2 separate regions of the Mus musculus genome follow, and region 2 is linked to region 1. The links are chromatin contacts, called in public HiChIP or PLAC-seq maps. All regions are on one chromosome and are shown on one strand. The core of a region is the stretch at or near the end of the contact, and the rest is flanking DNA. Distances in the headings are between cores, read along the strand shown.

The links. HiChIP or PLAC-seq counts read pairs in DNA pulled down with a chosen protein or histone mark.
Region 2: a contact with region 1 is called in an H3K27ac HiChIP or PLAC-seq map of embryonic stem cells, with 5 times the contacts expected there. The contact joins the promoter of Saxo1 here to the enhancer-like site in region 1. A contact is called at or near these places in 9 of 39 promoter capture datasets (the 3T3-L1 cell line, the HPC-7 cell line, embryonic stem cells and 5 more), 1 of 15 datasets of contacts at CTCF or cohesin (the NIH/3T3 cell line), 8 of 484 Hi-C or Micro-C datasets (embryonic fibroblasts, embryonic stem cells, nephron progenitors and 2 more), 6 of 115 datasets of contacts at active chromatin or transcription factors (differentiating embryonic stem cells, embryonic stem cells and fibro-adipogenic progenitors) and 1 of 9 other capture datasets (embryonic stem cells).

Annotation. Positions count from the first base shown.
Region 1 is chr4:86,182,135-86,185,771 of GRCm38.p6, forward strand. The region is part of intron 4 of Adamtsl1 (ADAMTS-like 1); the gene reads left to right. Among named protein-coding and RNA genes, the nearest start is that of Adamtsl1, 130 kb to the left of the region's middle. Within about 2 kb of position 1,702, at least 41 of the 459 cell types and tissues checked have an H3K27ac peak or open chromatin away from gene starts, as enhancers often do. A contact at or near this core is called in differentiating embryonic stem cells, embryonic stem cells and stem cell-derived neural progenitor cells, where this site is marked.
Region 2 is chr4:86,556,076-86,559,668 of GRCm38.p6, forward strand. It overlaps Saxo1 (stabilizer of axonemal microtubules 1), which reads right to left and starts at 2,228. Exons shown (of 4, transcript NM_001081096.1): 1 at 1,900-2,228. The coding sequence starts at 1,940. It overlaps Saxo1os (stabilizer of axonemal microtubules 1, opposite strand), which reads left to right and starts at 2,369. Exons shown (of 2, transcript NR_131920.1): 1 at 2,369-2,690; 2 at 3,422-3,593.

The DNA.
Region 1 (3,637 bases), core at 452-2,951:
TTTCTTATTAGTCTTGGAGCTGTGTGTATCTTCTAGGAGGGCAAACTAAATCACATAAATAGTGAATAATAATCTTGTCCATGAAATGAGAGCTCAGTTATTTTTTCACACCTATATTTGAGATTATTTTTATTTTTTAAGTTAGCATTCAGAGTAATAAGTATCACCATGGTATTACTAAACATATGTATCATTATACTTTGTTCTTTTTTGCAAGTTTTAAAATTTTTATTGATTTCTTTTTTTAATTGTGTTTGAATTTTTTAAGATATGAGTATTGTGTATAGTTGAGTCTTCCAAGTTTTGGGCTCTTGAAGAATATCACAGAGCAGTTTTTAAGACACTTTAGTATTCTTTCCTTTGTGTCTTCTCCTCCTTCAGCTAATTTGCTGCTATTGTTTTTGTTATAATTAATAGCCATTGTAGCTGGTCTCATCCTTAAACTTTAAGAGCTTTGCGTTCTTGCATGGAGTCTTCATCTTTTAGAGGAGTGATTGCTATACTTTGCAGATAGATAGGCCAAGGAACAGACAGATGAGGTGACATGGACAGAGCCACATAGCTGATAAATAACAAGACTTGAATTTCCATTTATATCTTCTAATTCCAAAGTATACCATGCTCTGAGATCTCTTGATACTATACTGGACTATAGACATCATATAGTTGAATATTGATCTGGCTCTGCAAAAGAATGGCAAAGGCAAACATACAAGCTTCTCTTTCCATGAACACATAAAGAAGCCACAAGACTGAGCAGGGCAGAATAAGGACATCATTACAGAGTTGCACCAAAACCAAACAGTATCACATGTTTACTTGTACGAGTGCATCTAATTACACTGTTCCATCTGTGTGTTCCTTGTGTTGATTATTTGTGTGTGTGTGTGTGTAAATTTGTCTCCTTTTTCCATTGTTGTAAAACAGATGTAACATACAATTTACCAATTTACCCTCTTTTAAGTATGTTGGTCCCGTGATAGTGAGCTCATTAACACTGTGATATACCCATTACTATCACCCACCTCTAAAACTTGCTCATCCCCCAAATGAAGTGCCACACCTATTAATGAATAACTCCGCACTCTCCCCTCACTTGAGCTCCTGGTAGCTGCCAATCTAGTGCCCATGTCTATTTATTTTAGTGCTCATATGAGTGAAATCATACAAAGTTAATTTTCTGCCCAATGTGAGGGGTTTTTCCCCCCAACTTAGGAAGTCTAAAATGCCGAAAGTTTATCCATGTGATCAGAAATTATTATTTAGACAATTTAGCTTAAATTAGAAATCTCATTCTTTTTATGGTAATATTTGAGATAGATGAAATTTTGTTTACCCTCTCACCTGGATGGACATTTTCTGCTTCCAGCAGTAGTGGATAACGCTGTTATTAGACATGCAAGTACCTATTCATGCCTGTGGTTTCAGTTATTTCAAGTCTATACAGAGAAGTCAATTGGTGTATCACATGGTAATTCTATGTTTAAAATCCCAAGGGACTTGCATGTTGGGGCAGGGCAGGGGGTGGGGTGTGTGTGTGTGTGTGGTTTCCCAGTGCTACACCATTTTAAGTTTCAGGCACTTCACCTCCTAGTCCTATACCCACAATTCCCCCAGAGTTGGACTGATAACACCCTTGAAAGCACAGCTGTGACCTTTAAGCCTCTCACCCTCCCACAGAGAGTACAATGCCACTCCCAGTTTGCAGAGCAGAGGCTTGCTCTTTGTGATGGAGATCATGATGCCAGCACTTCTGGGAATTCCCCTCCCCAGGACTCTTCCCCTCCTTTTTGCCCCTCTGCTGTTCCCAAACTCAGAAAATAGCCATGAAAACAGTGACATGCATGTCTGCATGGGAAAAAACAAAAAGAAAAACAAAAGTGTAGCTGTGCCTCTTTGCATTCTAATGAGACGGTTCAGAGAATGGCAGCTTCCTCACCCATCACATGTTGATTTATGATTACAAGCACAAGTTGGGCCAGCTGAAGCCACATCTGCAATTTAAATGACTGCTTACAAAATGGAGCTCTTAATATCTAGTTAGACTCCATGGCTGGCACAGTAATCAAGAAAGCTGTTAGTTATAACACAGTTTCTAACCAGGCATTAAACTGTAATCCAAACAGGAATGCAAGCTTGGTCTGGTTTGTTTGAAGGTAACAATATGTTTGTAGAAACCAGTGGATTTTGCATTTTACTTTGAAAAACATAGAATAGAAATGACATCGGATGCTTTTGATTCTGCCATTTGGGTATTAGCTTGTTTTATTTTGAATTTTGCTTTTACTCTGGATCAGAAATCAGAGCTGCATGTAGACATGGCTGGAGAGGAACATACTGATGCTAGTAACAGTTCTGAACCTTGGGGCAGATGGGTAGTGTACAGACGGCTTGCATAACTCTCCCGCATCCTCTTACTCTGGAAGATAAGAGGGACAGTTTTTCTCCTTTTGTGCAATGTAGTAACTTTCCCAAGTGGAACATTCCCATGATGGCAGCATGCTCTATTCTCATGCTCCAAAGTTTGTATGTTATAGTCGACCTAGGCAAAGCTGAGGTAATGATTCGATGTGGCACTTGGTCTGCTTGCCCACAAGCTATAAGACCTGACCCCTGGAAACGAGAGGTGGATGCTGGAGTCAGCATGCTTCCGAATTGACTTTTCCTCTTCTTCTGACACTGTGTGCTTCAAATTGGAAGTTCACACTGGGATGATAATCACTGGCTTTTGGCACGCTCTAATGAGAGAAGGTCTCTGTGGGGTTAGATAGTTCAGAAGTGTCTGGGCTGAGTTCAGTTGTTTTTTATTCTCTGGACCCTCATCTTCCTTTGTCATCATTAATTTCTCCTTTAGGATGTCCTCAGGTAATAACCTAGTCACTGCTGAAGCTAAACTATATCCAAGCATCAGAAACACATTTTTAAAAAAGATTTATTTATTTATTTTATGTATGTGAGTACATTGTAGTTATCTTCAGACACACCAGAAGAGGTTATCAGATCCCACTATTACAGATGGTTGTGAGCCACCATGTGGTTGCTATGAATTGAACTCAGGACCTCTGGAAGAGCAGTCAGTGCTCTAACTTGCTGAGCCATCTCTCTAGCCCCCAGAAACACAATTTTAGGAGAGGGGTGGTTCTCACACAGGAGAAAAGCCTTGGTGTGTGTGTGGGGGGGGGGGGAGTATTTTGTCTCCTAAATACTTTTCTTTGGTTACATCTTCTTGTCCCAAGAATGACTCTGAGTTGATGCTAAGAAACCAGGGCAGCATTAGTGAGAGGTTGCTGGTGGGCTAGGCTTTGAAACAGAGAGTCAGAAGAAGCCTTCCTCAGAAGCCTCTGCAATAAACAGTGTGTTCTCACTTGGGCCGCTGGTTAGTGCCAGCTCTTTGTACACATCCTCCAGTGTCTTGAGTGATGGAGAATGATAAGGAAGCATATATTAGAAGGTCAGAATCCCAACTGTCATATTCTAGGTGTGCGACTTAGGAAGTTGATTGGCTATGTCTTATGTATAGTCACAAAATTGATTGTGATCTACTGTCCAGTCTACATGAAGTCTATAAAGGACAAACCATACCCAACACACAGAATATGATTCACAAACACCCCATTCCTTCCCCAGTCCTGTTCAT
Region 2 (3,593 bases), core at 978-3,477, 370 kb after region 1:
CACACCATCACTAGATATGAAGCTGGCATACACATAGCTAAAAGACCATAGGAAGTGGGGTCCTACCTCTGTACTAGGTGGGGTCTATAGGACTGAGCCAGACGGGAGTCTTATAACATGAGCAAGATCTTAAAAGGTTAGGAGGCAGAAGAAGGTAGACGCATTTTCAAAAAGGGGAAAAAAGCAAGACAAAGGAACCATGAGTGGAGACCAAAAAGTTTGCTTTGAACTCTGAGATGCCCCATCAAAATCACAGGAAAAAAAAAAAAACTAAAATAGACTAAGCAGGCAGGAGGGAAGACTGACCAACATGAGAGTCAGACCCAAGGCACGTGACAGAACCGTAAAGTAGACACAGGAGGGGGAGGCAAGGAAGGCATGCCAGAAAGACTTTATATCCAGTGGAAGGAGCAACTTTGCAGGGTGGGGGAAAAAGAGAATCTGAGGACATCAGATAGGAATGGAGGTGTCATCTGACTCTACGTTCCTCACCCCTGATGAGTCCCCGTCTTCCTAGACTACATACTGTGCAAAGATGGGACTCAAAGACTTCAACCCCACTCTTCTGAGAGCAGAGATGGAGCCAGGAGTGATGCAAAAGGCCCCACAAGGAAGCAAAGTCTTAGAAAAAAAAAACAAACTGAATGTTCGGTAGTATGAAAAATTAGCCCTGGACACTGGCTGGTCCCACCTGACAAACCTCGAAAACAAGAGCCACACTTGTAGGTAGCAGAGCTCAGAATTCTGGGAAATGGCAGTATCTATCTGGAGTCTGCTGATGGGACTGTCCTTAGAGATTGCTCATGAACAGCTGGAGCAATGACACCTATTTTAAAGTTCCCAGTCCACTCTAATGAGCACTGATTCCTGAGAATTCAAAGTCTTCTGTTTTCAGAGTGTCCTCTTAACCTATTCTCCCAAATACAATAATTTTGTTATTTCATGTAACATATGTAGCTGTAAAATCCTTTGCAGATCTTAGGGTATTAACAGAATAGATAGAATCCATGTGCATAGACATACACCCTATCCCTTCACTTGTAATAGTCCTGTGAGGAGAGTATTCCTAGGGAAATTTGAATGGGGAGACGTTCGGTTCCTAGCCCAGATCCCACATTTAGTGACAACCCCAGAGGGCTAGTCCCCGAGGCCACTCCTTTCACTTGGTCTTAGCCAGAAGCCTGGGAAGCAAGTTTATGTACTGCCCCTTCTGCTATCCCCTGGCTGGCACAGCCCTGCAGTTCCCTAGCTGTCCTGGCAAAGCAGCCAGAAGGACCATCTCAGAGACCGCAGCCCAACGTTCCTCTCCAAAACCCTGCCTTCACTGTGCTTTGCACCATCATGGCCCTGAAGACAAGGGGCAGAAAGGCATCCTGCCCAAAAACTACAGCGAACTCGCCCCTGGATTAGCTATTTATTTCAACACTGCAACAGTTGGTGCCCGTGCACTATGGCTCCCAAAGTACCAATTTCTGTAAGTGAGAAACTCACCCACACAAAAGAACTATTGTTCTAACAATTGCAACAGAAGAAACAAGACCGGCCCCAGCCTGTCCAGGGTTTCCATCATGTCTTAACAGCATGTAGACAAGGCTGGGCCCAGCCCACTCTCAAAGTGCCTGAATCTCTACCCTGCAGAAAACACACACGCGCACACACACACACACACACACACACACACACACACACTACCTGATCAGCGCTGATTCGACATGTGTGCATCAAATATTAGTCAACAATGTTGCAGTTTAAAACCCGAATCCAGTGCGATGCTGCCTAGCGAAGCAGCGGGATGAAGAAGACACATCCTGTCTTCGTTCCAGGAAAGGGGCTTGGCACCCTAGGGAGTGTGAAAATCAGGCTCCCCTCCCCAGATTGCCCTTGGGAGGACTACCTTACCCGCAGGAGCACAGGTTGCAGATGCAAGTCCTCTTCCCCATCCTTCACCTCGGACTTTCCACTAAGGCAATCGCCTAGAGGATCCCAGCTGCCTGGGACAACGATCACACTTCTTCGGTGCCTTGACCGATGCTGTTTTGCTCAGAAGGAAACTTAGGTGGCCCTTTTGCAAAATTCTGTAGTCTATTCCTTTCCTGAGGCTGGCCTTGGGCAAACAGGCAGCACTTAGCACAGACAGCAAGCCAGGCCGGCTCACGTCTGTAAGCTGCTGCCACTGCGGCCAGTGGGAAGCACCCACCTGCCAGCACAGCCTGGCCCCTGCAAGCCACAGGGCCCAGGACTGAGTCCTCTATGACCTTCAAAGTCACAGAGGAGGGCATCTTGAGGTGGCAATGACATCATAAGGGCCTCCTGTGAGGTCAGACTTCACCTAGTATCTCACCTGGCAGACCCAAGACAGGGACTCTCCCACTGGAACTTGGAAGGAAGATGGAAGATACCTTGGAGGGCTTTAGGAAGCCTCCGAGTCCCAGAGTTAACCAACAGCACGGTCACATAATGCAAAGACAATGAAAAGTATCTTGTCGGGTGGCACTTTCCATCCCTAGGACACATTGTCCGTCTGGAGGAAATGCATGCCCGGACCTCCAGAATATTGACCCTGAATTCCATCTCCAGATCTTCCTGGAAAATCTATACCTGGCTGCCTGCATCTTGGAATTGCTTTCAACCACAGGCCTCTGCTTTTGAGAACAAAGCAGCATGAGAGGGTCCAGCCCTCTATTGCTCAGGTAATGACGCCTAGAAGCAGGGACGTCTCAAATGTTAGCAGCATCAGAACCTCAAGGCTTGACAAAAATCAGATTGCCAGACCCCACCCTGAGTTTGTTGTTTCTGAAATATGGGTTCCAGAAAACACGTGTCTCTTACAAGTTTTTAATGATGCTACTGATGCTGGCCCAGAGCCCACACTTCAAGGAGCGCAGCTATGGAGCTTCTATTGTGGCCTCTGACCTCTCTTCCCTAATATCTAAGCCGGTCCTGAAAACCACTGCAGACCTCTGCCCTGGAATCTCCTGTATCAAATAACCACCAGTCAGAGCACATGATGGCTTCAGCCTGTGATCCCGGCACAGACTGAGGCAGGAGGGTTGCTGCAAGGTCAAGGCCAGCCTGGGCTACAAAGTGAGACTTCACTCTATTTCAAAGCAGTGAAAACAACTATTCTGGGAATTGTGTTTTCACAAGATAGCAGCTTACTCTGACAATAAAACAAAGTCAAGGGCCTCTGCTCTCGAGCTGGGTGTGGCAGCACAAGTCTAGAATTCCAGCATCTGGGGCAAGGAGGCAAGTTCTGGGCTACATGGCTCTCCCTTTCTCAAAAGCAAGCAAAAGAAGTGCGGTAGCATACCATACAGTCTACTACTATAGGAGAATGTTTGGACTTAAACATTACTGTTTCTTTTTGTTGCTTTTATTTATTTTATTTTATTTTATTTTATTTTACATTTGCTTATCGCAGGTTCTGGGTAAAGAGAGCCATGTGGGCCAAGACTCATGTGGAGATCAGAAGACAACCTGGAGAAGTTGGTTTCCTCTTTCTACCATGTGGACCAGAGAGCTGGAATTGATGTTATCAGTGTGAGCTTCGAGTGTCTGAAGAGTCATGGATTGCAGCAGTGCTGAGCTGCTGT